Regions from separate parts of the Sus scrofa genome. Here all the other regions are linked to region 3. The links are chromatin contacts, called in public HiChIP or PLAC-seq maps. All regions are on one chromosome and are shown on one strand. The core of a region is the stretch at or near the end of the contact, and the rest is flanking DNA. Distances in the headings are between cores, read along the strand shown.

What was found. HiChIP or PLAC-seq counts read pairs in DNA pulled down with a chosen protein or histone mark.
Region 1: an H3K27ac HiChIP or PLAC-seq map of alveolar macrophages shows a contact between it and region 3. The contact joins two enhancer-like sites. A contact is called at or near these places in 3 of 47 Hi-C or Micro-C datasets (embryonic fibroblasts, epiblast stem cells and liver) and 1 of 2 datasets of contacts at active chromatin or transcription factors (alveolar macrophages).
Region 2: a contact with region 3 is called in an H3K27ac HiChIP or PLAC-seq map of alveolar macrophages. The contact joins two enhancer-like sites. A contact is called at or near these places in 2 of 47 Hi-C or Micro-C datasets (liver and skeletal muscle) and 1 of 2 datasets of contacts at active chromatin or transcription factors (alveolar macrophages).

What each region holds. Positions count from the first base shown.
Region 1 is chr18:30,205,107-30,208,635 of Sscrofa11.1, forward strand. All of the region lies in intron 13 of TFEC (transcription factor EC), which reads left to right. Among named protein-coding and RNA genes, the nearest start is that of TFEC, 230 kb to the left of the region's middle. Within about 2 kb of position 1,770, at least 1 of the 83 cell types and tissues checked has an H3K27ac peak or open chromatin away from gene starts, as enhancers often do. A contact at or near this core is called in alveolar macrophages, where this site is marked.
Region 2 is chr18:30,167,827-30,171,462 of Sscrofa11.1, forward strand. TFEC (transcription factor EC) reads left to right here. Exons shown (of 22, transcript XM_013990837.2): 9 at 75-222; 10 at 1,180-3,636. The coding sequence ends at 1,560. Among named protein-coding and RNA genes, the nearest start is that of TFEC, 190 kb to the left of the region's middle. Within about 2 kb of position 1,410, at least 1 of the 83 cell types and tissues checked has an H3K27ac peak or open chromatin away from gene starts, as enhancers often do. A contact at or near this core is called in alveolar macrophages, where this site is marked.
Region 3 is chr18:30,016,302-30,020,412 of Sscrofa11.1, forward strand. All of the region lies in intron 1 of TFEC (transcription factor EC), which reads left to right. Among named protein-coding and RNA genes, the nearest start is that of TFEC, 38 kb to the left of the region's middle. Within about 2 kb of position 2,465, at least 4 of the 83 cell types and tissues checked have an H3K27ac peak or open chromatin away from gene starts, as enhancers often do. A contact at or near this core is called in alveolar macrophages, where this site is marked.

The DNA of each region.
Region 1 (3,529 bases), core at 520-3,019, 190 kb after region 3:
ACTGTTTTCCATAGTGGTTCTACCAATTTACATTCCCACTAACAGTGTAGAAGGGTTCCCTTTTCTTCATACCCTCTCCAGCATTTGCTATTTGTGGACTTATTAATGCAGACCATTCTAACTGGTTTGAAGTGGTCCATCATAGTAGTTTTGATTTGCATTTCTCTAATAATCAGTGATGTTGAACATTTTTCCATGTGCTTGTTGGCCATCTGTATTTCTTCTTTCAGGTCTTTTGCCCATTTTTCAATTGGGTTGTTGGCTTTTTTGCTGTTGAATTGTATAGTTGTTTGTATATTTTAGAGATTAAGCCCTTGTTAGTTGCCTCTTTTTAAATTACTTTCTCCCATTCTGTAAGTTGTCTTTTTGTTTTCTTTTTGGTTTCCTTTGCTGTGCAAAAGCTTGTTGGTTTTATTCGGTCCCATTGTGAACCAGATATTTTGGCATAGCATAAGCACAGTCTAGATGTACCTTATGAGCTATAAACTTAACTTAGGTTATCATATAGTAGTATTATACAAGATTTGCCTGGGTGAGTTTTTAATCTGCCATAAAACCTAATTTCACCTTATATTCGAAATATAATTCACAATTTTAAAAAGATTTTTAAAGTAAACAATGATTCTCAAAATAATCCTGATCATATGGATAAATAATAAGTCCCATTTTAGAAACATAGAAATGAAGGCTCTGAGAGATGAGATAGTTTTTCCAGGCCAAACTGCTCTTTAAATAATAGAACTAGGTTTAGACATTTGGATATCAGTACTCTTTTCTGTTGAAAATATTGCCTCTTACGTTGGAAGGTATATCTGGCTTGCCTACCATACCCTTCATTTAAAATTATACTTAAAATTAAGTCATTAAAAATAATTGAACTCTGTACTTTTAGGGAAAGAGGGAATATGAAATGTATTGGCTCCTAGCAGGAAGTAGTCCCGACTAAAAAGCCAGGGACACTCTATCAGAAACTCCAGAAAGTACTTATAAAATTTGTCACAGGAAAAACATCATTGGATTCAGATATTAACCTTCATCACTTCTAATCCAGGAATCACTTATAGGAAGCAAAAGCTGAAGAAGAAATATAAAAGCTAACTGCCTACATGTCTATATGAGAGGCCATGTTATCCTAAAGAAATACACATTTGATTTCTTCAGAAGGACGTTCAAAGTTTGTAAATCACATTAGTTAATAATGCAACTATGCCGACAATTGCAAATGCTTATTTAGAAATAGTCATTAAAATGCTTGAAATTTCAAAATTGACTTGATAAAAATCCCAAAGTTTTCCTCAGAACTTTAAATGAATACTAAAAACTAAGAAATATTAAAACTTAAGAATATAAAAACATAGCTAATAGTGATTGGTCTTCAACAATGTCTTTAGAGATCCCTAGTTTCTATTATACTATTTGCCTTGTCTAAAAAAATACGGCAAGGTTTTGGTTTCCATGGTGACATAACTCTTTTCATACATATTTATCATTGCAATGCCAGAAACCCACCCCTTTCTATCAAAGAATGCTACTTTAGCACTTAATAATTGAAGTTAAAGCTGATTTATTTTTTATGTCAGAGTGTTTTAAACAGATCCCTCTATCACTGAAAACTGAGGCAGCATTACAGTCATTTTCTCATAAGCAGTTTATTTCATACATGACTTCTGAAAAATACTTCTGGTTTTTAAAAACTGGAGAAGACTTTGCTTCCTTTTTTCCTTCAGTCAGCACCACAGGGATTCCCAGCTAAGCTTTCAAAATGTTGCAGAACATACATTACGTAAAGCACACAACCTTCAATTTCATTAATACAGTGTTCAAAAGGAGAACATGCATGTCTTGACTTTGCCAATAATCAGGGAGCAATGAAGTTATTGCCGCCTATGAAATTAATATTTTGGAAAGCAAAATGTTTAACGTTCACTCATTGACTTTTTAAAGTTGTCTAATTTTCCCTGCCATCTAATGAGAGATTCTAGTTTTCTTCTACAAAGGTCCTTTTTCATAAAAATAAAGCCCATAATTGGGTATATACACTTCAATCATCTTAAATGGTTCTCCTCATTTTTCCTAAGCTGTATGTGGCCTCTAGTGGACAGTGCTGTCATTTTGAGGTCTTAAGTATCAGTTTTCAGTATTATTTAACTCATTCTGCATATTAAAACTACCAAAAAAGAAAAGAAATATAATTAAGGAGGTTAATTTTTATTAACCTATCTTCACTGAAACGTATCTGTGGTAATATATTTAAGAAATGAATGAAAATATGATGAATTGAAAGAAGTTCATCCACAAATAAGCCCTATTTAAAAGCACTGTGGCATACCTTAAAACAATACAAAATAAAATGTATTGGAACTTCAAAAAAAGAAATCTGAATGAAAGATAAAAGTCTAATGTGTTGCTTAAAAAATTAAATTAGGGTGTTCCCATCGTGGCTCAGTGGTTAACGAATCCATCTAGGAACCATGAGGTTGAGGGTTCGATCCCTGGCCTTGCTTAGTGGGTTATGGATCCAGCATTGCTGTGAGCTGTGATGTAGGTTGCAGACGTGGCTCAGATCCTGCATTGCTGTGGCTGTGGCTGTGGCCGGCAGCTACAGCTCTGATTGGACCCCTAGCCTGGGAACCTCCATATGTGGGAGCGGCCCTAGAAAAGGCAAAAGGACAAAAAAAAAAAAATTAAATTAGATTAAATTATATGAAAATACTTCTATCCCCCATTAGGGTGCAATGTTCTCTTCCATTTATTTATTCCTAGGAGAAATGAGGGAACTTCTAAGTTGGCACAATCAAGTGTTTTGTGTCAGTTTCCTTAGCATCATCTTACGCATTTATCCATGAGAATGCCAGCTCAACTGTATGACATGCTTTGATTTTGTCTTCTACAAATAAACCTTATTTATGACTAAAAATACAAGAATAAGATGCAAAATTTTCCAAAATGTTGCTTATTTGAGAGACTGACTTATTCCATTTTAAGTTGCTTTCCCATTTTTATCTTCTTCAGGGAAATTTTTCTTCTTGACAAACTGCAACAATTTTCATTGAGAAAAGTAAATTCTTTGCCCAGGATGATTATAAATGAGATTTTTGTATTGTTCAAGCATATTCCACTATGGTCCAGAGACATTGCACCTTTCACCAATATTCTTGAAGTTAAGTGAGTGGAATGAGATACTCAAAGAAAATTTAAAAGGCCTAAAAGAACTTGTAACTGAAAAACTTAAAAATAAGAATGTGCCATTTTAGAATCTAGGGTTTTAAAGCACACTCACTTATTATAAAGTAGCATACTCATTTTATAGAAATTAGAACACATTAATGTATGAACAAATATGAATAAAAGACTTTCAAATTGATATAAATCATAATCACAGTGATTGACATTTTGTTACTTTTTATTCCAAATTATCTTATTCACAAATACAAACTGGACTCTTCCATATACTGTGGTAATTTCTCATTTAATAATAAATTAGATCCACACACAAAAAAGATCATCGGTAAAGGTAAATAGGTAATTT
Region 2 (3,636 bases), core at 160-2,659, 150 kb after region 3:
TAAAAGATTTTGTAAGTTCTTATGAATTCTGCTGACATGCACAATTGTGAAAAGGTTATCTCTCCGTTCTACAGTGATATGCGCTGGAACAAAGGAACCATTCTAAAAGCATCAGTGGAGTACATCAAGTGGCTACAAAAAGAACAACAGAGAGCTCGAGAATTAGAACACAGGCAGAAGAAATTAGAGCAGGCTAACAGGCGGCTTCTACTCCGGATTCAGGTTTTTATAAGAACATTGCCATGAACCATGTAGCTTAGCCTATGACTTACCCAGCATCGGTTTTATTCATTGGTCTCATTTATTTTTTGTTACTAACAATTATTTTTCCTTCCTAAGGGTAATTTTACTGCCTTTTAGAAGTTCATGAATTAAGGTGATTCAATTATGTATTGAATAGAAATCTAGGATCAAAATTGATTTAAAAATATGTAACAGATAACAATAACTGCAAAATGCAGAAAATAGAAACAATTTTATAAACACACACAACATTATACCATCCTCAAAATAATAATAAGCAGAACCTTTGTTTCTCTAGATAATATTGGGCACTAAATTTTCCTTTCCCTCTTTTACTTCTTTAGTAGCATTGCGATGGATTTCATTGCGTCAAGGCATATAGTGCCAGTTTATAAGTCACTCCTCATCTGTTCAAATGACACAGAATCTCAAAATATAGATTTTCCTAACTCTTGAGGAAGAGTTTTTCTCTTTAATATGTATGCAAGCTTATTGCTAGGTAAAACATTTCTGTTTCCATGAAATGGTTCTACAGTGAGAAATTAATCAGGAAGAATGAATGGAAGACTTCTACTATCTCCAAATAGTTCTATTGCAGTCTGAGCCACTATGGGACCATTATATGCGAAAATAGAATGTATGTGTACATGTATGTGTAACTGGGTCACCATGCTGTACAGTAGAAAAAAAATGTATTGGGGAAATAACTATTAAAAAAAAGAATAATAGGAGAAGAATTTTTTAAAATGCTGAATATTTTCCTCAGGGTTATTTTTTAGGCATTAGAAATATACCCTCCTCTGTTGTTTTCAAAGAATATGGTGTGAATTACTTTTTATTTTGAGTGCTTATTAACATTTTAGATCTATTTATGGCTTATTCTCTAGAGTTGAGTTCACTTTCAAAATTATTAATTATTCTTGTTTGAAATTGCAGGAACTAGAATTACAGGCTCGTGCTCATGGTCTGCCAATCCTGGCTTCACTTGGCACAGTTGATTTAGGTGCTCATGTCACCAAACAACAGAGCCATCTTGAGCAAAATTCAGTAGACTGTTGCCAACAATTGACTCTGTCTCAGGGGACAAGCCCTGAGCTCTGTGATCAAGCTATGGCCTTCTCTGATCCTTTGTCACACTTCACAGACTTATCATTTAGTGCAGCTTTGAAAGAGGAACAACGATTGGATGATATGCTACTGGATGACACAATATCTCCGTTTGGAACAGATCCTCTGCTATCTGCCACTTCCCCCGCAGTTTCCAAAGAGAGCAGTAGGAGAAGTAGTTTTAGTTCAGATGATGGTGATGAATTATAAAAAATAAACAGGCTCAATTCATCAACTGGAAAGAAGTTCTATGCTGGTGCTATGCATTTAAGTTCTTTGTTTCACATACTACTGAAAGGAATATATTGTTCATGAAAAACTGATTAGAAACAACAGAATTAACAGGAAGAAGAAACATGGTATTGAGAGCTAAAAAAGATTTTTTTCCTCTTTGACTACTGAGTCCAAATCTACTTCAATTTTGTTTTCCTGGAAAGAGACACAACGTAAAAAATAGCTCTCTACTGATGTTTTAAAGTAGTGACTTTGTGATGTGCTATTGGAACTAACAGACTGCAGAGAATAAATCTTCTGAAATATAAATTTTTTTTCTTACTTCCATCTCCTTCCTATTCAAGTCTGACAACATTAATTTTCAAGAATCAAGATCAACAGATCGGGCAGTTCATCACCCTTCTCCATTGTCTTTTGGACATGTTGTCTAAAGTTCAAGCCTTATAGGGGAAATAATTAAAAGATAGATTATCTGTAACTTGCAATTGAAAAGTGAATCTATAATAGAAATTAAAATTTTCCACAATAAAATACAGAAAATCTAAAAACTTTGGATTCTAAAATTAGACCTAAATTCCTTTCGTCAGTTCAATTGCACTAATTTTAAAAGCATCTTTGCATATCTGTGGAGACATGCTCAGTTCAGAAAAGGAACACATTGAATATTTTCCTCAAGAATATTCCCTAGAATTTTATCACTTCACATAAACATATTTCCTTCCCCACAGGTATACAATGCTGATAGTATGTGTTCTTTTTATTTCAGTTTTCTGCTTTTCTAAGTAGCATCTAAAATCACATTCCAAATCCTTTTTTCTTCATCAAGATGAGATATTGGATAATTAGTTTCAGCAAATAAAATATCAAAAGTCCCCCTACTAAGACAAGTTGTCAATTTGTTAAAAAAAAAAACAGCATTATTTCCAAAATTGAATGTAAAATAATTAGTTCATACAGTTTTGCTACAAATTGACAAAATTGAAAATTGGGTTGCCAACTGATAAAATAATTGGTAAAACAGAAAATCTTGCTTATTGTATTCAGTTCTGAGTGGAGGGTAAAGTTGTATTCCTATAAGTGCTTAGAATACAATCTTTGTTAGCTTTATTAGCATTTATTAAGAATATGTATATCTATAGGCCTTCACTCAAATTTTCTTCTCTTGAGCTTCTTTGAAGCACTGGGAATTGACTTAGCAAGCATGTTGCTCTGTGCCGGACCTGCCTGAATGACCATCTGATCAATGAGTATTTATGGAGGCATACTCAAAACTGCAATGAATTCTGTGAAAATGTAGAACAGATGAGAAAGATATGGTCTTACTCCTCAGGGAGTTAACAGTACTGCATTGGAAACCACAGCAAAATGTAGAAGACATTTAAAATTAAAGTCTACATTGTACAGCATAAACTGCAAATACAGAAGGTCAGAGAAAATAAAAATGAATGAAGGTTTAAGAATCACAAAAGCATGTGGGTACAGCAGAATCTAACTTCTTTTAAAAGTATACATTTGGTGAAGGGGAGGCTGAATAGGGGAATATCAACCAAATGATAAAAGTGAGAATAAGTTGGGAAGTGCCTTCGTGAGACATAACAGTAGAAAGATCTGTCTACACTAGAAGATGCCTGTTGGGAACCGTGGAAAATATTAGTAGCAAGTTGTGGAAGCCTTTGAAAACTAAGATAAAATGACATAATAGAAATAGACTTTATTTTCTAGAAGGGAGAAGCCTAAAAATTAAAATGCTACTTTATATTACTAATGTAATTGAGATAAAATCTTTCATGAATATTAACTTTGGGATTAAAAAATATAAATTCACAAGCAAATTATTTTAACATCTAAGGATCAAGAGAGATGCTTGGAAAAATTGATGGATGCCCAGAATATTTTTGCAGAAATAAGACTAAACAGTAAATGAGAAATATTGTTTACCAAATAATTTTGTCACAACATCAGCTATCACTGGAATATTAATACACAATTAACCAAGCCTTGTTCATTCAAAGAATTAATGCATAATTGCAATCACAAAAAATTTTATTAAAA
Region 3 (4,111 bases), core at 1,215-3,714:
ATATTTATCCTAGCTTTACCAACTCTATGCCTTTGCACATAATAAGATCTCTGCCTGGAATTCTTTCTCTAATACTCCTCAACCCTGCATATTTAAAGCATGCATATATGTTAAGATGATTCACAAATTCTGCCTCTTCTATCAAATACTCTAGTCCTAATTAATGTACCTGCCATACATTTCTTATTAGACATACTGCTCTCAAGTGTCAGTTGTGTAATTGATTTACTTCTTACACCCAAATGCCTGACATAGCATCTTGCCATTTGTGGGCCTTTGTATTTATTGAGGTATGAAAATACAGACTATCTGCATAATATGGGTATACTTACTTAAAAGTTATCATGGAGTTTTTTTATTTTATTTTATTTTATTTTTAACGATCTGTTAAATTTTAAATTGTATAGGCCTTCTTGCCCCAGTAAGGTACTTGAGGACAGGATCTCTGGGATTTATATTCATTTATATTTCCCTGCTATGCTACACTGTCTTGTACAAGGCCTTGCATATATATGGTTCTTTTGTGGTGAAATAACACTGTGTATACTCATATAAGTAATTGTCCTTTGATCTCTTTGAAAATGTCAGTTTGAGGAATTGGGGGGTGGGGAGTATCCAAATTTACATAGAAAAAGCATTTTTTCTCTCTCTCTCCTCAAGATAGAATCAGCTGCTACCCCTTAAAATAGTCTAATTATTTTACTGGAGGCCTAGTTATAAAACTACTTGCAGTTGCACTAGAAATAGAATTCTGGTGTCACTTAATGAGATTTTTCAAGTTCACATTACTTATTCTGCAGACTTCTTCATTTGAGTAGATTATTTAATATTTTATTTGTTTTATTATTCACATTTTTGGGGTAAAATATTTCTGTTCACATTCGAAGCTGGTTGAGTTGTATGCCAGAGTTTAAGTGCAGCGAACTTTTGCCTGGTCCTGTTATTTTCAAGTGTGCAGCTGCCTAATCTATCTGTAATTCATATTCCTGGAGCAGATTTTCTGCTGCTGCCTAAGAATTAAAATTTTGTCTCACCTTAGAATGCAAGTTAACATTTCATTACCTTTTTAATTACAATTTCTTTTTCCTCTTGTGTTTCTCTTCTTTTTGTCTGTGAAGTGAGCTTCTCTCACTGTCCCCACCCAAAGCAACTATATTCTACTCCAAAATTTTATGATTAAATTGTACTGCATATTTTGAAATATGTTCAAATGTACACTGGTATTTTGAGGGTACTTTTCTGTTTAATTTGTCATTGCTATTTTACATGAGAAATGTTAGAATAACGTTTTTTAATTCATAGGGTATAATTCCAGCAATCTTTCCCCACTCGACTTTCCCTCCTCTTCTGTTCCCCCCAGGCCCCAGACCACTAAAAACACTTTAATTATAGGGGTTCTTCTCTGTCCTTTTCTAAATAAATATCTATTTATTACACTCTATGCTTTGTTTAGTACCACACTGAGATTCGTGGGAGATACAGATGTATTTAAGCCATGGAACTTTCTTCACAGCTATAATACAATAAGGCAATTAGAAAATAATTAAATAGTAAATTTAGTAGTAATAACCATGAATGCAGGAAGTTAGAGAAGAAAGAAGTGATTTTGGCAGAGGTAGTAAATGAAAACTAATGGAACGGGTGGAGTTTGATTGGATCTGAGTACTCACATGGGGTAAAAGCATTGTTGAGTCTGAGATTTGGAAATAGCGAAGCAACAGTAAAGAAAGTAGCCTAAGGGGCAGTGGATACATTTGCTAAATGCAGTATGGGATTATGTGGGTTAGACCTGGCTTGTTGGCTTGTTAAAATCACAACAGGATCTACTTCAGCACTCAAGCTTTTAGTAGGGAAGTGGTCTGACAATTGTGATTTTTGAAGAATCTGACTTCAAGTGACTCATAGAGACTTATGGCATTTAATAAAAGAAGAACTCAAAATGTGACAAAGTAGACAACTAATTGTAAAGATTAAAGATAACTGTAAATAAAATGCTTTAGAGACAATTTAGAATTATATACTAGGAGGGACCAAGGCCAGAATGAAAGGAAAATGGGAGGTTGGAATCCAGAGGACAAAAGGAGAAGCTTTAAGGTTATGATACATTTTTGTAACAAATCCCAATATTTTTGAATTTCAATGCACTTTGTTCATGTGCAGTTATCCTTTTGGGGCCACTAGGTGGTGATCTTTGTTAGTTGCTAACTTGTGTTTCCTTAATGAAAGGAGTTCAACAGCGACAAGAAAACCCACGTTTTTGTTTTGTACAATTCTTGATATACAAAATTCAAACCTATGGGTATGTATCCATAATGTTTCTCTTTTTCCTTTATCCTTTTGTGTCTGTTCTCAGGTAAGGTAAGGGAGATGGGAACAAAAAATAACTGTTAGGCTTTAACACTATTGCTGGCATTTCTTACTCCTGATCACTACCCAGGGGAAGTGAAGCAGGAAGTATCATCGTTTATCTTACTGACATTTATTTGTATAATCTCTTAGGGTTTCCTACTGTAAAGCTAGTGTTGGCTATGGTGTTGTGAATGGGGAAAGAGGCAAAGGAGTCTTGGCTGATGGTTGGTTCCTATGCCATCACCTTGTTTTTACTGGGTCCCAACCCTCATTATAGCCACTTGCCCTAGAGTCATCTTTGTCCCTATATGGACCCCACCACAATGGAATTTATAAGCTAAGACATGAGACACTTACTCCAAGTTGAAGAAAGTCTGCTATCTGGCAGATGGAAAGGGAGACAACTTGTCAAAGGGTCCAGCATATAGCAGGAACTGCCAATGCTCGTCAAATGGAGTGATGAATGAATGAATGAGCATCAGTAATGCAGTGGAAGAAGGAGGTGGTCTTGGTCCCAAAATGCTGAATAAATGTTCCCATAGAACTCTTTTTACACGTGTGCTGTGCTCTTTAGTACTATTTGTGCAGATGTTTATGGATTACCCATTTCTTTGTATCCTGTGGACATAGAGTCTAACCACCATGGCTAATATTCTTCTGTGGGAAAATGCTTTCTGAGTTCTACACATTTAACTTACCAATGAACTTTGGTTAACCTGTGACTTTATTCAAAGTTATTATTAAATTAAATAATAACACAGTTCATAAAAGTCACTTTTGAAGTGATTAGTCACAGTAACATGTAATTAACAGTAAAGGCTTAAAGTGCAAACAGGGGTCTTATCTATCCAAAACTTCTTTAATGCCAAGCTTCCTGATGATCTTTAATAAGCCCTTGCAATTGTAACAACAATTACAACTTCAGTGGCTTCAGTAAGTCTGAAGGCTCCTCAAATTTATTTCCAGCATTTCCCTGTAGAGAAAAAATTCTGGGCACCTGCTACAGCCATATATCTATTACCTGTTCTGAAAATTAAGTTGTCAATTTTCTCTTTAGTAGAAGAAAGGAAGGTTATTTCCTTTCTACCCAATAGCTAAATTTTAATGAATTTTTTATTTTACTGATTTATTCTTGAATGCTTTTTTTCCTTTCCATTTGACCTTTTGGGCCAATCAGGGCTTTTAGCCAAGAATCAAAGAAATCTGAGTCCTGGCTTAAGCAAATCTCAGACTCATTTCTTTTACCTCATTTCCCTTTTTTATCTCTGACAGAGATAATCATCACATAATATTAATTATTTGGAACCCTGACCCCTGAATTAAGGTAGTCTGTAACACATAGTTTCTTGATAACAAAGTAATAACGTTTATGTTCCTATATTTTCAAACAGTAATTTCATGTTTTTAGAAAATCCTCTTCAAGTAAAATTCATCATTTTAACCATTTTGAAATGTACAGTTCAGTGACTTACAATACATTCACGATAATGTATAACCATCGCCAGTATCTAATTTCAAAACATTTTGGTTACCCTTAAAAGAAACTCCATACCATTAAGCAGGCACTCCCCATTTTTCCTTTGCTCTAGCCCCTGACAACTACTAATCTGCATTTTCTCTTGGATTTGCCTCTTCTGCACATTTCATATAAAAGGAATCAAGCAATATTTGTGTTTTGAGTGTCTGGCATCTTTCACAATATTTTCAAAGTCCATCCATGTTGTAACATGTATCAGTACTTCTTTCCCTTTTATGACTGAAT